Regions from separate parts of the Sus scrofa genome. Here region 2 is linked to region 1. Evidence: chromatin contacts called from public Hi-C data. All regions are on one chromosome and are shown on one strand. Each heading gives the region's core, a stretch centred on a gene start, on an enhancer-like site or on the middle of the called end of the contact. The rest is flanking DNA. Distances are from core to core; before and after follow the strand shown. Region 1 overlaps ARID3A (AT-rich interactive domain-containing protein 3A). Region 2 overlaps MISP (mitotic interactor and substrate of PLK1).

What was found. Hi-C and Micro-C count contacts between places; a contact is called where the count stands out from the background.
Region 2: a contact with region 1 is called in a Hi-C map of liver, with 3 times the contacts expected there. The contact joins two enhancer-like sites. A contact is called at or near these places in 8 of 47 Hi-C or Micro-C datasets (alveolar macrophages, blood, embryonic fibroblasts and 4 more).

Annotation. Positions count from the first base shown.
Region 1 is chr2:77,452,140-77,459,688 of Sscrofa11.1, reverse strand. ARID3A (AT-rich interactive domain-containing protein 3A) reads left to right here. Exons shown (of 9, transcript XM_013994805.2): 3 at 322-643. Among named protein-coding and RNA genes, the nearest start is that of ARID3A, 9.0 kb to the left of the region's middle. Within about 2 kb of position 3,363, at least 32 of the 83 cell types and tissues checked have an H3K27ac peak or open chromatin away from gene starts, as enhancers often do. A contact at or near this core is called in liver, where this site is marked.
Region 2 is chr2:77,611,143-77,618,691 of Sscrofa11.1, reverse strand. It overlaps MISP (mitotic interactor and substrate of PLK1), which reads left to right. Exons shown (of 5, transcript XM_021084291.1): 2 at 5,719-7,466. The coding sequence starts at 5,774. Among named protein-coding and RNA genes, the nearest start is that of MISP, 4.2 kb to the left of the region's middle. Within about 2 kb of position 4,846, at least 21 of the 83 cell types and tissues checked have an H3K27ac peak or open chromatin away from gene starts, as enhancers often do. A contact at or near this core is called in liver, where this site is marked.

The DNA of each region.
Region 1 (7,549 bases), core at 2,114-4,613:
CTGGGTTGGCATTTTCAAGGCCCAGCAAGGAAGCCTGTGCCGTGGAGGGCAGGGAAGGCGAGGTTAGCAGGCGGGCAGAGGCTGGGGTTTATGCCGAAGGGGCAGCTCTAGTTGCTCCGGGCTGCTTGGGAATCAGAGGAGCATGGCCCACACCCTAAGCAGGTCGTGCTTCCAGGTGCTTTTGGCAGCCTGTGCAGGTGAGGGCAGCTCGCCCACGTTCAGACAGGGAAGCTGAGGCTGGGAGGGGGTGCGGGCCTTGCCCCAGGACTTGGGATGAGCTGGTGCCTTCTCTGCTGACCTGTGTGCCCTGTGTCCACCTAGGAAGCCGAAATGGGAGGAGGAGGAGGAGGAGGATCTGGAGGAAGACCTGGGGGACGAGGAGGAGGAGGAGGAGGAGGATGAGGACTATGAGGACGAGGAGGGGCTCGGGCCTCCGGGCTCCGCCGGCCTAGGCCCCACAACCCTGTTCCCTCGCAAGGCCCAGCCACTCCAGGCATTCCGAGGAGACGGTGGGTCCCGGGCTCTGGGAGGCCAGGAGCGCCCAGGGGCTGGCCCAGCCCACCCTGGAGGGGCTGCCCACGTGGCTCCCCAGCTACAGCCGCCTGACCACGGGGACTGGACCTACGAGGAGCAGTTCAAGCAGGTGGGCCGTGCGCCATGCGACGTGATGGGGCTGCGGGTGGGGTGCTGGGTCCTTCTGTCGACCAGCCCTCGACGGCCACTGGGCACTCGCCTGTGTGTGCGGGGTGCTGGGCATTCCATGGAAGCCACAGCGGAGATTGTGTCACTCGGGTGGTACAGGCCAGGCGTCAAAAGAATGGACGTGGGGACACAATCCTGGAGGGGAAAGTTAGGGTGTCTGCACAGAAGGATAAGCAGAGAGGCAGCGAGGAGAGGTTCTAAGTGGAAAGAATGGCTGCTGGGGGTGGGGGAAGGGGGTGCAGCCCGCAGGGGGCAGAGGCGGGGGCTGAGGGACTCGACGCCCGAGGCCTCGTCAGTGACCTAGAGTCTGGTCTGTGGAGGTTGGGTCTAGCGGCGGTGGCCCCGTTGGCGTGGACAGCAAGCACTCCCTGGGCTCCGGAGGGGTGGGGAGGAAGCAGGCTGTCCTGGTGCCTTCCCCGCGGGCGGCCAGGGCAGAGGAAGTGGCCGGGCGGGGGATCCTTTGAAGTTGGGCCTCGCTGGGCTGGGCAGATGGAAAGCAGATGGCGGCCGGGGCGGCCGGCTGGGCGTACATTCCACCCTGAGGCCAGCTGGGCCCTGCCCCGACCTCCGACAGTGGACGCTGGTGACCTGGCCTCCCTGGCCCCGCACCCAAGCCTCCCTGGGCTCCATGGGGCTGTGGACACACCGGGCGCTCGGGAGCCGGGACATAGCCATGGGAGGCCTGGGGCAGTACCCACTGTGCGGGCCTCCAGAATCAGCAGAGGCCCTTCTGCAGGAAGCGTGAGGCCCAGCCACTTTGGGGGCTCCTGCCCTCCGCCTCCCTTGGGACAAAGGGTGCTGGCACCCCGGCCACCCTCAGGAAACTCAGGTAAAGCGCAGAGCTAGATGTTGGACACACACGTGAGAGGCAAAAGCCAGGGGCTGTGACAGAAGTGACGGGGAGACAGGGACATTGCCCCAGGGTGGGCATGGCCGGCAGCAGGAGGCTGGCCCAAGGAATGGGAGGGATACTTAGTCCCCTGCCCAGGCATCTCAGGCTGGGTGGGGCAGCCTGGCTTCCCTCTGGGTCCTGGCACGCTGATGGCACAGTGCCAGAGGGAGGAAGGACAGCCAGCAGACGTCATCTCCTTGGGGCGTGGCCGGCTGCTCCCCACATGTGGCTCTGGCTGCCCTCTCCAGCCTAGGGGACTGTGCTCCTCCTTGTGGACAGAGGGCCCATCCTGCCCTCTGCCTTGGTTTCCCTCCCATTCCGCAGGCAGGGGCCACCTGTGGTTGGGCTCCTGTTCATCTCGTCCTCTAAATGGAAAACAGGCAAAGCCTTGAGGGGGCTGGTTCCCCTCACCACCCCGAACTGGACTCCTGACATTCCCTGGGGTCAAGGGAACACAACTGGAACTTTGTGTGTGAGTTACATTTAAGGATTCGCTGGGAGTTCCCTTCGTGGCTCAGTGATTAACACACCCGGCTAGGATCCATGAGGACGCAGGTTCGATCCCTGGCCTCATTCAGTGGGTTAAGGATCTAGCGTTGCCATGAGCTGTGGTATAGGTCGCAGATGTGGCTCGGATCCCACGTTTCTGTGACTGTGGCATAGGCTGGCTCCGATTTGACTCCTAGCCTGAGAACTTCATATGCCAAGCGTGAGGCTCTTAAAAAAAAGGATTTGCTGAATATTTGCCATATGCCCTGAGTCTGACCCTCAAGGAGCTCCAGGCCACAGCCCCTGTGGGGTTGGGTGGGGGGGTTTGGAGTGGCCAGGCCAGGCAAGGTCCAGGTCAGATGTCTTGACCACAGAGCCCCCTAAGCATGTCAGGAACAAAGGCCCTCCTGGGGTCATTGTCCTGCTTGTCTGGGATGCACTGATGATGTCTTAAGGACACCCAGGTGGGGAAACTGAGGCCAGACACAGGGAACCTGTGTCTTGCTGTCAGTAGTCTCACAGCCATCAGTCTCGTATTTACAAAGCACCTGCTAGAAGCCCAGCTGTCCTGTTGGGTTGTGGAGAAGGTCAGTAAACAGATGGGGAGGAAGCCAAGGCGGTGAGGGTGATGGCCTGGCATCAGGCTGGAGATGCTGGGTACATGGGGCAGGCCTCCTGGGACAGAGATTTGCTCCAGCTTTGTAGAAGGGCGCTCACACACAGGGCTGTGGTGCAGCTGGCAGAGGAATCGGCCCGTGCAAAGTCCCTGAGGTAGGAAGTGGCTTGGCTTGTGTGTATGGGCCAGACGCCAGTGGGCTGGGTCCCACAGTGGGTGGGATTGGATTCTGAGAGAGTGGGAGCTCCAGGAGATTGTGGGTGGGTGGGTGGGCTGGGGGCTGCCCTGCTGCCGGGATCTCATTCCTGCCTGCCTGTTCGTGGCAGGTCCAACTGGCCAGGCACCTGTGCAGCCAGTGTCAACAGTGGCCTGGGCTCAGCCAGCCCAGCAGATGTTGGGGTAAGGGGGAGGCGGGGGCTGTGTTGACTCTGGCGCCTGCCCCACCCCCTTCCTGGCACGTGGCAGCCGGGCCGGCCAGCCGCCTGCTTGGCACCATCTCTGCCTCTTCCTCTCCAGTCTTGGCAGGGCCTGGGCCTGACTTCCGCCCGAAAACCCTCGACAGCCGTGAAATTCTGCTGTCGGCTATGGGGTCTGGGGGGCAGCCAGGCTGGGGAGGGGCCAGAGCAGCAGGCTCATGGCCACGGAATCTTTCCTTGAAAGCCTAGAGCTGTACTGCTGTGGGGCCCCAGGGACATGCGCTGTCAGAGGCCAGCACTGGCTAGGATCGCAGTGTATCACGGGTGGTGACTAGGATCTCAGCCTGCTGCCATCAGACGTGGCATCCTGGTGCTGTCCTGTTGGCTTTCCGTCTCCAGCAGGGCTGCTCCTGGGGTCTCTAAAAAGTGTCATTGTGGGCTCTGTGAACCGGCAGACTCTTAACACAGCTTTTCAGCCACTTAAGGGTTTGACTCCTTACTCTCAACAACTCGAATGTTGGGATTTTTAAAGCTTAACTGGTGTAAAATTCACCCAATACAAATGTGATTCAGTGGTTTTTAGTATATTTGCAAGGTTGTGCAGCCATCACCACAGTTAAATTTTAGGACATTTTCGTTATCTCAAATATAAACCCATTTAAATGTAGCCTTTAGTTGTTATCCCCACCCGCAGCCCCTGACAACCAGGAACCCACTCTCTTGTCTGTGGATGCTCCTGTTCTGGACATTTTCCATCCATGGCATCCCACCCTGTGTGTCGTTCTGTGTCTGCTTCTCTCACTGAGCAGCGCAGTCTCCAGGTCTGTCCATGTGGTAGCAAGTGTCAGTGCTTCTCTTCTTTTCACGGCTGAGTGATGCTCCCATGTATGGAGGGACCACATTATCCATCACCCACTGATGGGCATTTGCGTTCTTTCTCCCTTGGCTTCTATGAACACGCACGTAGGAGTGTTTGCATGAAGTGTGCTTTCAGTTCTCGTGGGCATGTACCTAGGAGTAAGGTTGCTGCATCATATGGTAACTGCATTTAACTTTCTGAGGCACTGCTGCTGTTCACGGTGGCTGCTCCCTTTTGCATCCCCACCAGCCGCACAAGGGTTCCAGCTTCTCCACGTCCCTGCCGCCAGGGTTATGACTTTGATTCCAGCTGTCCTGGTGGGGGTGTTGGTGCTATCTCGCTGCGGTTTGGGTTTGCATTAAATGTTGGGATGGTTTTTTCCCTGCTTTCCAAGGTCACGTCCACTCTTCCACAGCTTGTAAATGAGCTCAGAGGTGCAGAGATGACCATTCTAGCTGGTATGTGTCGCCTCACTATGCACAGGCAGCAGACGGAGCGTCTCCCAGGTGTCTCATGTACCCTTACTGGATCCCACAGTCGTGGCGGGGGCACTGCAACTGCCCCGTTGTGCAGACAGGGAAACAGGCACAGAGCATTCGAGCAGCTTGCCCATGGTCACATGGGGGAGGTGTCGGAGCTGGGATTTGACCCCAGGGTCTCCTGGGATGGATGGTGAGGATCAGGGGTAACCCCCACTGGCTGCAGGTTTGGGGGGAGCCTGGGAGCCTCTGAGCCTGTTTCTTTGTCTGAAATAGGACTGGTTGGTCCAGGGCCCCACAGCGGGGTGCAGGATTCAGTGCCTGAACACGCAAAGACCCCCAGGCAGGAAAAGTCACCAGAGGCCTCAGGCTCCAGGCCCCAAGAGGCTGCCACGTCCTAGTTTTGAGCCCCATCCAGTCCCCTTCCCCTCCCCCTCCCTGGACCTCCCAGAGCCTGTGGCATTCCTGTCCTTGTTGTTCTTCCAATGTGTGGCCCTGAAATGGGCTCATGCAACTTGGGGTGAAGCTGTGGGCCTCACATGAACCCTCAGCAAGAGACTGGGGTCACATTTCATTTTTTTCACATCCTTACAGCTCACACAGACTTTTTTAAATTGTGGAAAATACACATATATATGTTTTTAAAGCCCCCTTTTGATCCCAGAAGTATCATTTGACATCATGGAGAAAAAAAGGGAAGGATTCCAGTGAGGCCTAAGGCCTGCCAGCCATCGCCCTGACCCGGTTGGCTTCAGCCACGGTTTTTCCTGGCCTTTCTCTGTCCATTTACACAGAAATGTGATCTTTTGGGGGTGGGGGTGTTGCTGCGAGGGTCCACCAAACACCGACCTGGGCAGGCTGCTCCTCTCATTTTCCTCTTGTCATCGTTACCCTGAGTCTGTCTGCTTTATCCGTGTTCCAGGGAGCCTGGTTCTTTTAAACTGTTGGAGTTTCCCCTGTGGGGCCGACACCAACACATTGGTCTGTGTTCCTGTCCCTCTGTTGTAAACACTGCAGTGAACATTTCTGGGCTCATGAGAGTTGCCTATGGTTGTGTGGGGTGGGGGTGGGAAGCAGGAATTGCTGGGGCTCCATGAGGAAGTAGCAGCTGTTTTTTCTTCATCCTGCCTGAGACCCCCCCCCCAGAGGCTGGGGAGGCCAGAGCAGTGGGCTTTGGAGCTGGGGCTTTGCAGGATATGTAAGAGTTGGCCAGATGGACAGAGAAGGGTTAGGGTCTGCATCTTGGAATGGTAGGGCTAGAACATACAGTGGGAGGAGCAGAACATCAGGGCAAACCAACAGTGGTCTAAAAAGGGGTCTGAGCAGAGTTTCAAGCTAGGGGAGGGGAGATGCTGGGGAAATGTTTCTGGGGTCTACGGTTTAGACAGGAGTGGAAGAGGCCAGTGCTACAGCTGGGCCTGTGGGGCTAGGAAGAAGGATGAGAATTTTTTCCAGCAGAGGAGTGTGTTCTGGGCAAAGGCTGGAGGTCAGGCACTGGGTTCCGAGCCCAGGGAGTTAATCTGGTGTGCCCCGGACACAGTGGGCCGGGGGCCAGCTCCGGCGCCGAGTGTCTTCCTGGGGCGCCAGGGGCCCTGGGCCCTGTGCCGGGGGCGGGACCTGTGCCGGGAAGCCCCTCGGGAGCCTGGCCCTGCCTGCCTGGGGCAGCACCCGCCTCATCAAAGCTGCTGTGGCTGCTGGCACAGAGCCAGCCAGGCCGTGGCGGGCACAGGGAGGGTGCCTGCCTGCCAGCCCTGGCACCGTGCCCCCGCCCGTGCCAGCCCCGGGAACCACACTGACTCAACCGGAAGAACCTTATCTGGCCCCGGCGCCGCCGCCCGGCAGCCCGGTCACCGCCATGGGGTCACCGCCGCTGTGGCCTGGCCCCACGCCCACCGCGGTTCCCCACCCTGGTGGCTGCTGCCAAGCGCCTGGCCCCTCCCCACGCTTTCTAATAACACACTCGGCTGCTGGAGGGAGTGGTGCTCGGCAGACAGAGTGTTGGCACTTGGCCGGGCAGGGGATGGGTGTGGGTGAGCATGAGGGTCCAGCCTCTGATGTGGGCATGGGAGGACATGGTGGCTATGCGTGGTCCCTGTGGGTGGATGGGGGGGTGTCTGGAGGGTGACCGTGTGTGTCAGGCTCTGGGGCATCTTGAGACTCTCTATGGTGTCTGTAACCATGCATGTGCTGGTACTGTGGCTCTCTGTGTGTCCATGTGCCTGTTCTGGGGTCATGTGAACCCATCTGCGGCATCTTTTCTTTGTATCTGTCACCTTAGAAACTTGCTCATGTGTCCCCGTGTCTGGAGTGTTAGTGTCCAGCTACATACACACCACATGATGTGGCCCCCACATGCATGCATGTGTTATTAAGTGAGCCCTGGGGTCTGAGCTTGTGTATCGCAGAGTGTGTTAACCCCAGGGCCGTGCATGTTTCCATGTGTAATGGGTGTCCATGTGTAATGGGTGACTGTCTCCTGTGGATGTTTTGTTTGCCCCTGGCTGTGTGCCTGGGGCTCTGCAGTCATACATGTGTGTGTGTGTGTGCGTGCGCGTGCGTGCGTGCGTGTGGTAGGGTGCCTATGCTTGCTGGTGAGTGAGGCTTGCATGCCCCCCACTGGCCCCACCGGCCCCACCATGTCTTGGGAGTGTGAGGTTGTGGTGGGGCATATTAACCATTAGCCAGAACCATGTTGCCCCGGTCAGTGGTTCACATAGGCAGCCCTGGCACAGGTCAGCCACCCACACCTGCCCACATAGGTTTCCAAGCCACCTTGCTGACACAGCCCCAGGGAGCAGGGAGGTGTGACCAGGGCCTCGGGGCTGCAAGGGGTCCCACTGATGGTTCTATCCCTTCCTCCCCTCACGTGCTATGTGATCTTGGGCAGGGGTCCTCCCTTATTGATCTGGGGGTGCCATTGGGGGCACTGGGCAGGGCTCACCAGCGCTGTGCCTCAGTTTCCCTGCCTGATACAAAGACCCTTCAACCCGCCAAGCTTTCTGATCTCAGCCAGCACCACCCGTGGAGACTTGGAGAGGTGACCTGGCCTCTCTGGAAGGCCTGGTAACCCCATCTGCTGACGCTGTCTGCTGCTGG
Region 2 (7,549 bases), core at 3,597-6,096, 160 kb before region 1:
TGTCCAGCGGGCTGTATGAACCCTGAGGGGACAGCCACATCTACCAGGCTCCCGCCCGACATGCTGGGTGGTCCAGCCTCTGCCCTTTGGGGGCCCTGGTTCCCCTGCTGCGAGCAGTCAGGGAGTACTATCATGGGGAGGGGGCTCAGGTTCAAAGCCCAGCCCCACTGCTGACACTCTGCCCTTAGGGGGAACTGGAAAATTCCTGTGGCTCACTTTCTATATTTGCAAAAGCTGGATCTAGGGAACTATAGGGGTGTTGGGAGGAGAAAAGGAGGCCATGTACCCCAGGTTTGACAAGTCTGCCACATTTACACACACTATCATTCTGGACTTGTCCTCAAATCCCCCCACCTTGGGGCAAATGAGCTGGAGGCCCATTTGATGGAAGAAGAGATATGTTTGTAGGGGACCCAAAGTCAGCAGAGGGGCAGAGCAGGACAGAGCCCTAGCCTGGGGTACGAAAGCCCCATCTGTGTCCCCTCCCCGTAGACTGACTGCTGTGCCCCATGGCCCATTTGCTTTGCAGACCCTGGGCTGGCAGGTGCTCTGCCCCCGACCAGGAATCAGGCAGGACAGGGAGTTCCTGTCTTGGCTCAGTGGTTAACGAATCCGACTGAACCATGAGGTTGCGGGTTTGATCCCTGGCCTCGCTCAGTGGGTTAAGGATCTGGCATTGCCGTGAGCTGTGGTGTAGGTCACAGACACGGCTCAGATCTGGTGTTGCTGTGGCTCTGGCGTAGGCTGGCGGCTACAGCTTGGATTCGACCCCTAGCCTGGGAACCTCCATACACTGCGGCAGCTGCCCTAGAAATGGCAAATAGACAAAAAAGAATCAGGCAGGACAGCTGAGCGCCTGGGGCGACCTGCCACCAGTCTCCAGCCTCAGTGGGCCTGGCCTGGCCCATCCCAGTGTTTTCTGGCACCTTTGGTGTTCTCGTTTGGTCCTTTATGTAGAAGCGGGCTGGGGGATCCTCCCAGCCCTGTGACCCCCTTCCCCCCAGCTCAGAAGGGTTAAGTGGGATTTGAACCCAGGCCCAGCTGAACCCCCAGAGACTAGGAAGCCAGGCTTCTCCCAGAAGGAGTTCTCTGGGGAAATGGCCCCAAAGGGTGGGGTGGACTGGAATGAGCCAGGCGGCCCACTGGGGCTTCAGAATTGGACTCTGCTGAGAAACAGCAGCTGGTTCATAGAACTGCTGGGTGAGCCTGAGCAGTTCTGAGAGGTGGTGTCAGGGCCAGACTCAGCTCCTCCTGCTCTGTGCGCTGGGGGCCCTGGGGGCCGAGGGGCAGGGCGCAGTGGGCGTGGTGCCTGCCCAGCACTCAGCCAGCGTCATCTTTCTCCTCCTCTGGACTTTGTCTGGAGCCCAGGTGGGGCCTGGGGGGGAGAGGGCACACCTGCTTCCCAGGGCGGGGCCCTGTCCCCTGGCAACCTGGGGCAGAGCAGGCTGGGAGGTCTCTGTGCTGTCCACACGGAGCCAGGCTTAGAGGTTGTTACAGGTGGAGAGCCAGCAGGTGAGGGCCAGGCAAGTGTCCCATGTGGGGTGGGGTCTGCTTTGGCATGGGATTTTGTGTGCCAGGGGCCCCATCTGGTCAGCTGGGGGGCTGTCAAGGGGAAGGGAGGGAGCCCCCATCACCAGCCCTTCCCCACCCCATTTCTCCTGGGCCCAGTGAGGCCCCAGGGGCTGGGGGGGGGCCTCCCCTTCCTCCACCCCCAGGCTGGCTCCAAGGCCTGAATCAAGTCCTTTTTACTCCGTACCTGCCCAGGGGAGCAGAGGCCTGTTATGAACCTTGCTGGGGTCCCGGTCCCCACCTTGGGCTTCAGGCCCCCAAATCTGAACCCAGACCCTCTAATGCATCCCAGGGCCAGAGGCACAGCACCCTCCCCAGCCCCCCACTGCTCCAGGGATTCTGGAGTTTTCTGGAGAGATGCTTATCAGCACCAGCAGAGTCTGGCTTGGGGAGCCTTGAGCTGCCTGCCCCCCACACACACCATGGGCTCACAGGAGGTGGTAAGACAGTCTCAGCGTGTGGGGGTGTCTAGCCTCGGAGAGGATGGCTGGGATCCCATGGGGCCGGGCAGAAACTGACCCAGTGTCCAGGGGTGTCAGGGGCCTGGGGCTCTGCCCAGCTAGGGTCCCAGGGACTGTGCCCCAGGGGATGGAAGAGACCCCTTGGAGCCCCTCCCTACTGGGTGGCCGACCCAGCCCTGGGCTCCTACAGCAGACCTTTGCCTGAGGGCTGGAAGCCAGTTGAGGCAATGAGGAAGCAGGTGTGTGGAAACAGGGGCCATAAATTCAGTTTCAGTTTGGTATCCACAAGGTGCACAGCAGGGCTGGGAAGGAGAAATCCAGGGGGCCTTCCCAGAGAGGAGGAGCCTGACGGGGCTTGAGGGCTCAGGCTTCGGCACCTGTTGCTCCATCCCTCACTCTGTGAGGTCCTCATCTCTCTGGGCCTTGGTTTCCTTTGCTGTAAGCTGGGGACAAGAATGGCCCCCTCATCACAGGCTCTTACAAGAAGCAAACAAGGAGGCAGGAGGCTTTGATGGATAGATTGACACATTTGCATGGCGCCTCCGAGGGCTCCTACATCAGTCTTCCCTACTGGGGTTTCTCTGCCCCAGGCTTGGGCTCAGGCCTCCTTGCTCCTCCCCAGGCCCTGTGGGGGTGGGGATGGGGGCTGCCATGTCCCATTTTACAGAAGGGGAGACAGGCTTTGCAGGAGGGAATGCCTGCCCAAGGGTCACTCTGTGATCAGTGGTGGCTCTAGGTTTAAATAGTAATATCACAGTGACAGCATTTATCTAGCACCTACTCTACACCAGGCACAGGACTGAATTTCTGTGGCAGCCCTTTCACGGCGGTCACTGCATGCTCTGCCCCATCCTGAAGGCCAGAGGGGAGTGGAGACTGACCAGGGACCAAGCCAGTGGGGCCCTGGGGCCTTGAGCCTTGCCCTGGCCTCAGTGAATCACCCAGGAGGAATGACCTGGGGAGGGAGTGGTGCCCTCAACCTTGCCCCACCCGCCAGGAGACCCGATACCCTCTGGGTGTGCAGTTCGCCACCCCCCACCTGAGTTAATGTCCTATGTGGCTTATAAACCCTCCTGGGTGAGCCTCCAGCCACTCACAAGGCCAACACTCCTGTGTCACCTCTGCCACACCCCACCCCAGGGCCCCTGGTGTGGGGACTGGAAGGAAACAGACCTGCCCAGCCCCTTGAGGGGGGGCTCAGGACGGGGGGGCAGACCACAAGAGGCAGGCATCCAGGCCAGAATGTGGGCTCTGAGGACCAGAGTGAGACCACAGCTTGTTCAGCAGCTTTTATTAAGTGCCCGCTGTGTACCCAACCCTGGGCTGTGGGACAGGATGCTTATACCTAGGTCCCTGCCAGGGAGAGGGTCCTACTGATACCTTCAGACTGAGGAGGCAGGTCTTAAATAACCTTCTTCCTCTTTCAGAGATGCGTGCATCCCCATGGGGCCTGTGGGGTCACTGGGATAGAGGTTCAGCCAAGCCTGCTTGTTTTTTGTTTGTTAAAGGGCCACACCCTGGAAGTTCCCAGGCTAGGGGTTGAATCAGAGTTACAGCCGCTGGCCTATACCACAGCCACAGCAACTCAGGATCCCAGCCACATCTGTGACCTACACCACAGCTCACAGCAATACCAGATCCCTAACCCACTGAGTAAGTCCAGGAATCGAACCCACATCCTCATGGATAGTAGTCAGATTGGTTTCCGCTGAGCCATGATGGGAACTCCCAAGCCTACTTGTTTTAAATACTGTTTTCCTAATTATGAGTTAGACGGATTGGGTGATACTAATGGGTTAGTTGTAACACGGTTCCCCATTATAGAGACCCTCAGGGAGGGTCTGCATTTTTCTTTTTTTCTTTTTTCACCACCCTACTGCATATGGAATTACTGGGCCGCAGTTGCAACCTAGCCATGGCAATGCCAGGGATTGAACTTGTGTCCCATCGCTCCTGAAACACCACCGAACTGTTGCGCCACGGTGGGAACGCCTATATTTTTCTTTAAAAAAAAAAATACATTTAGGAGTTTCTGTTGTGATTCAGTGGGTTAAGAACCTGACATAATGTCAAGGGTTTGATTCCTGGCCTCGCTCAGTGGGTTTAAGGATCCAGCATTGCCCTGAGCTGTGGTGTAGGTCGCAGATTCAGCTCAGATCTCGTGTGGCTGTGGCTCTGGTGTAGGCCAGCAGCTGCAGCTCCGATTTGACCCCTAGCCTGGAACTTTCATATGCCACAGGTATAGCCCTAAAAAGAAAACAAAAAACGAAAAATAAAACAAAGCAAAACAAACCAACCCTCCCCCAAACTACAGTTAGCTTTTATAAACAAGTTGGCGTAAAAAGGCATCAATATACCCATAGTTGTGGGGGCCCCAGGGGCCCAAGGAGAGGGCAAGGACTGCCCCCCTTCCTTTCCTTGGCTGTAAAAAGGTGATGCCACAATGCTGAGCAAGTGCATGGGAGATACTCAGGCCAGAGGGCAGGGACGAGCTGGGGGCTCCCTGGAGGAGGTGTCATGTGGGTTGCAGCAAAAAAAGCTATGCAGGTGCAGAAATGAGGGTCCTCCAGGCAGAGGGAGGAGGAGGTTGGGACTTGGAGGTCTGGCACCTGGAGAGCTTAGGGGTCTGAGCTAAAGCCAGGTGGTGAGATTGGGTGCTCTGGAGAGGGTGTGAGGGTACTGTTCTGGAGATGCCAGGAGCCTTGGAGATGTGACAGCAGGTACCTGGCCTTGGTGAAGGCTCCTGGAGCTGTGCTCAGACAGCTCAGGAGTGGGGGCTGGGCCCCCTGGGGCACTGCCTGGCCCAGGGCGTTGCCTGGCCCAGGAGGACAAGGTCCAAGGCGCTCCCTAGCCCATCCTGGCTTTATGGCGCTGAGGTGGGGGATTGTCTTGATGGGAGGAAGTGTCCCACTGGACAGGTGCAGGGAAAGGAACCAGGATGTGGGAGTCTCTGCCCGTCACCACCCTGCTCTGGGCCTCAGCTTCCCCACGGACATCCCTCAGCAAGGGCAAGCCCACAGGGACCTTCTGTAAACATCAGATGAAAAAAAGCACAGAAGGAACCTCAGTGTGTGTTTCCCCTGGGAGACAAGCTGTCTGGGGGTGGTGCTGGGTTGACATGGAGAGCTGGGTAGGAGAAGAGAGGAAGGAGCAGGGTAGCAAGGAGCTCAGGTTGTACCAAGTCCGGGATATGAGGTGGGAGGGGTGCCTGCCAGTGTTAGAAGCACAGGAGGCAAGTTGCTGGGTCAGTACAGGGGCTCTCAGGGATTCAGGTGTGGCTGGATCCAGGAGCTCAAACAATGTTTTTAGGATGCTGTGTTGAGGTTAGCAGTGCTCTTAAGCATGCTCTGTCCACAAGGGGACACATGGTTTCCCAACAGTTCTTGGCTGCATACCACCAGCCTAACAAACCCAGCGGAAGAGGGTCCAATTTTCCAGAATGATTGCAAAGTTAATTGTGAAATCCAAGGATTTCACGTACTTGGCTGGATTGGGTCACATTTCCATCCCTGAGTCAGTCACAGAGGTCAGAGGGTGGAATGCTCTGACTGGCAGGGCTGGGTCACTTGCGCTTCCCTGAGCTAATCACAGAGGCCACCTGGGCAGGACTTTGCCCTCAGAGGACTGAGAATCATCCCTCTCCCTAAGTTTTCTGACGTGGTGGCTGAATTGTCCTTCTCCTCCTCAGTCAACCCAGACCATCTACACTCTGGGAAACTGTGGTGCACGGAGACCCCCAGAACATGGACCGAGTGACCAGATACCCCATCTTCAGCATCCCCCACTCACCCCGTGTGGCTGGTGTGGCCTTTGATGACGGGGACACCAGCTACACGTTCGAGCTGGTGGGTGTGGCCAGTGGCTGGGGCCAGGACAAGCCGCAGGCATGGCCCGCTGACCACGAGGCCTCACTGGAAATGGCGTGGACAGAGAGGTCGCACGGCCCGCAAGCCTTCACTGCGCAGCCACCCCCATGGCCGGAGGATGACGAAGACGAGGAGGTGAAAGCCTGCCACCTGGAGGCCCAGCACGTTCCACCCCGGCGGCCCTGGGACCTGGAGCAGGAGCGCCGGCTGGTCATCCAGGACCAGGCCGTCAGGAGGAGTGACACGGTGGCCACGCTTCACTTCCATGGGGAGCCCAGGACCCCCAACCTCCTGCCGTCCACAGCCCTGGAGGAGAATGGGATTGACCGCGAGCAGATTGACTTCCTGGCCGTCAGGCAGCAGTTTCTGAGCCTGGAGCAGGCGAACCCGCCCCCCGGGGTGGCCCACGTGAATGTGGGGGCCCCTCGGAACACGCCACCTGGGGCATCCCAAGGGAATGCAGGGGCCCCTCGGAACCCCCCACCTGGGGTGACCCAGGCCTCCAAAGCCTGGAAGGGGCTGCCCCTGGCCAATGGGTATGTGGTCCCAGTCAAGCCCCAAGCAAAGGAGGTGGTCATGGAAGAGAAGAGGGTCCACAGTTTGCCCACCAGGTCTGGCGTCCCAGCCGTGGATGACCGTGGTTCCCAGGCCCGAGACCGGTCCCCAGAGCCCCCCAAGGAGACGCCCATTGAGCGGGAGATCCGGCTGGCCCAGGAGCGGGAGGCGGACCTCCGAGCACAGAGGGGGCTGCAGCAGGCGGCCGGCCACCAGGAGCTGGTGGAGATCCCGGCCAGGCCGCTGCTGAACAGAGTGAACCTGGCTGTGGGGCCGTGGCGGGACAGGGGGCGCCCATCACTCTACATGCAGCGGGACATTGCCCAGGAGTCACAGCGTGAGGAGGACCACCGGCGGGAGGGCCTGCAGGTGGGCCGGGCATCCACGCCCGATGGGTTCTCTGAGGGCCCCCAGCCTCCACTCAGGAGGGCCCACAGCTCAGACTCCATCCTGGGCCCCGCCCCAGATGCCCGCGCGGCCAGCCCCACTCCAGAGGTGAGGAAGGTGAACCGCATCCCACCGGATGCCTACCAGCCATACCTGAGCCCCCAGAAGCCCGCAGGAGAACTCCCAGTCTTCTGCACCTATGGCAAGCCCAGCGGTCTCTCTGCAGGTGAGACCAGGGCTGTGGGCTCTCCGAAGGCCACACAGTCTCCAAGGCATCCCTCAGAATCCTCTGGCACAAAGCAGGAGCCCCCCCGCCAACCCCTGCCCACCAGCGGGAGTGTCGTGCGATGGAAGTACTTTCGCCTGCGTCCCCTGCGCTTCAGGGTCCCCAGTGAGCCTGAGAAAGCTGAGGCCCCCCGAGTGTGGGGCTGGGAGGTGGCTGGGGCACCAGCCTTGAGGCTGCAGAAGTCCCAGTCGTCTGAGCTGCTGGAGAGGGAGGTGGAAAGTGTCCTGCGGCGGGAGCGGGAAGTAGCCGAGGAGCGGCGGAGTGCTCTGTACCCTGAGGTCTTCTCCCCAACTCCAGATGAGTACTGTGACCAAGATTCTAGGAGCTCCTCTGGGCCATCTGGTGAGGAGGGTCCTGGGGATGGCTGCTTTGCTCCAGTCTCAGAGGTTGGGGTAGAGGAGAGTGGGGAGGAAGGATGTGGCGGG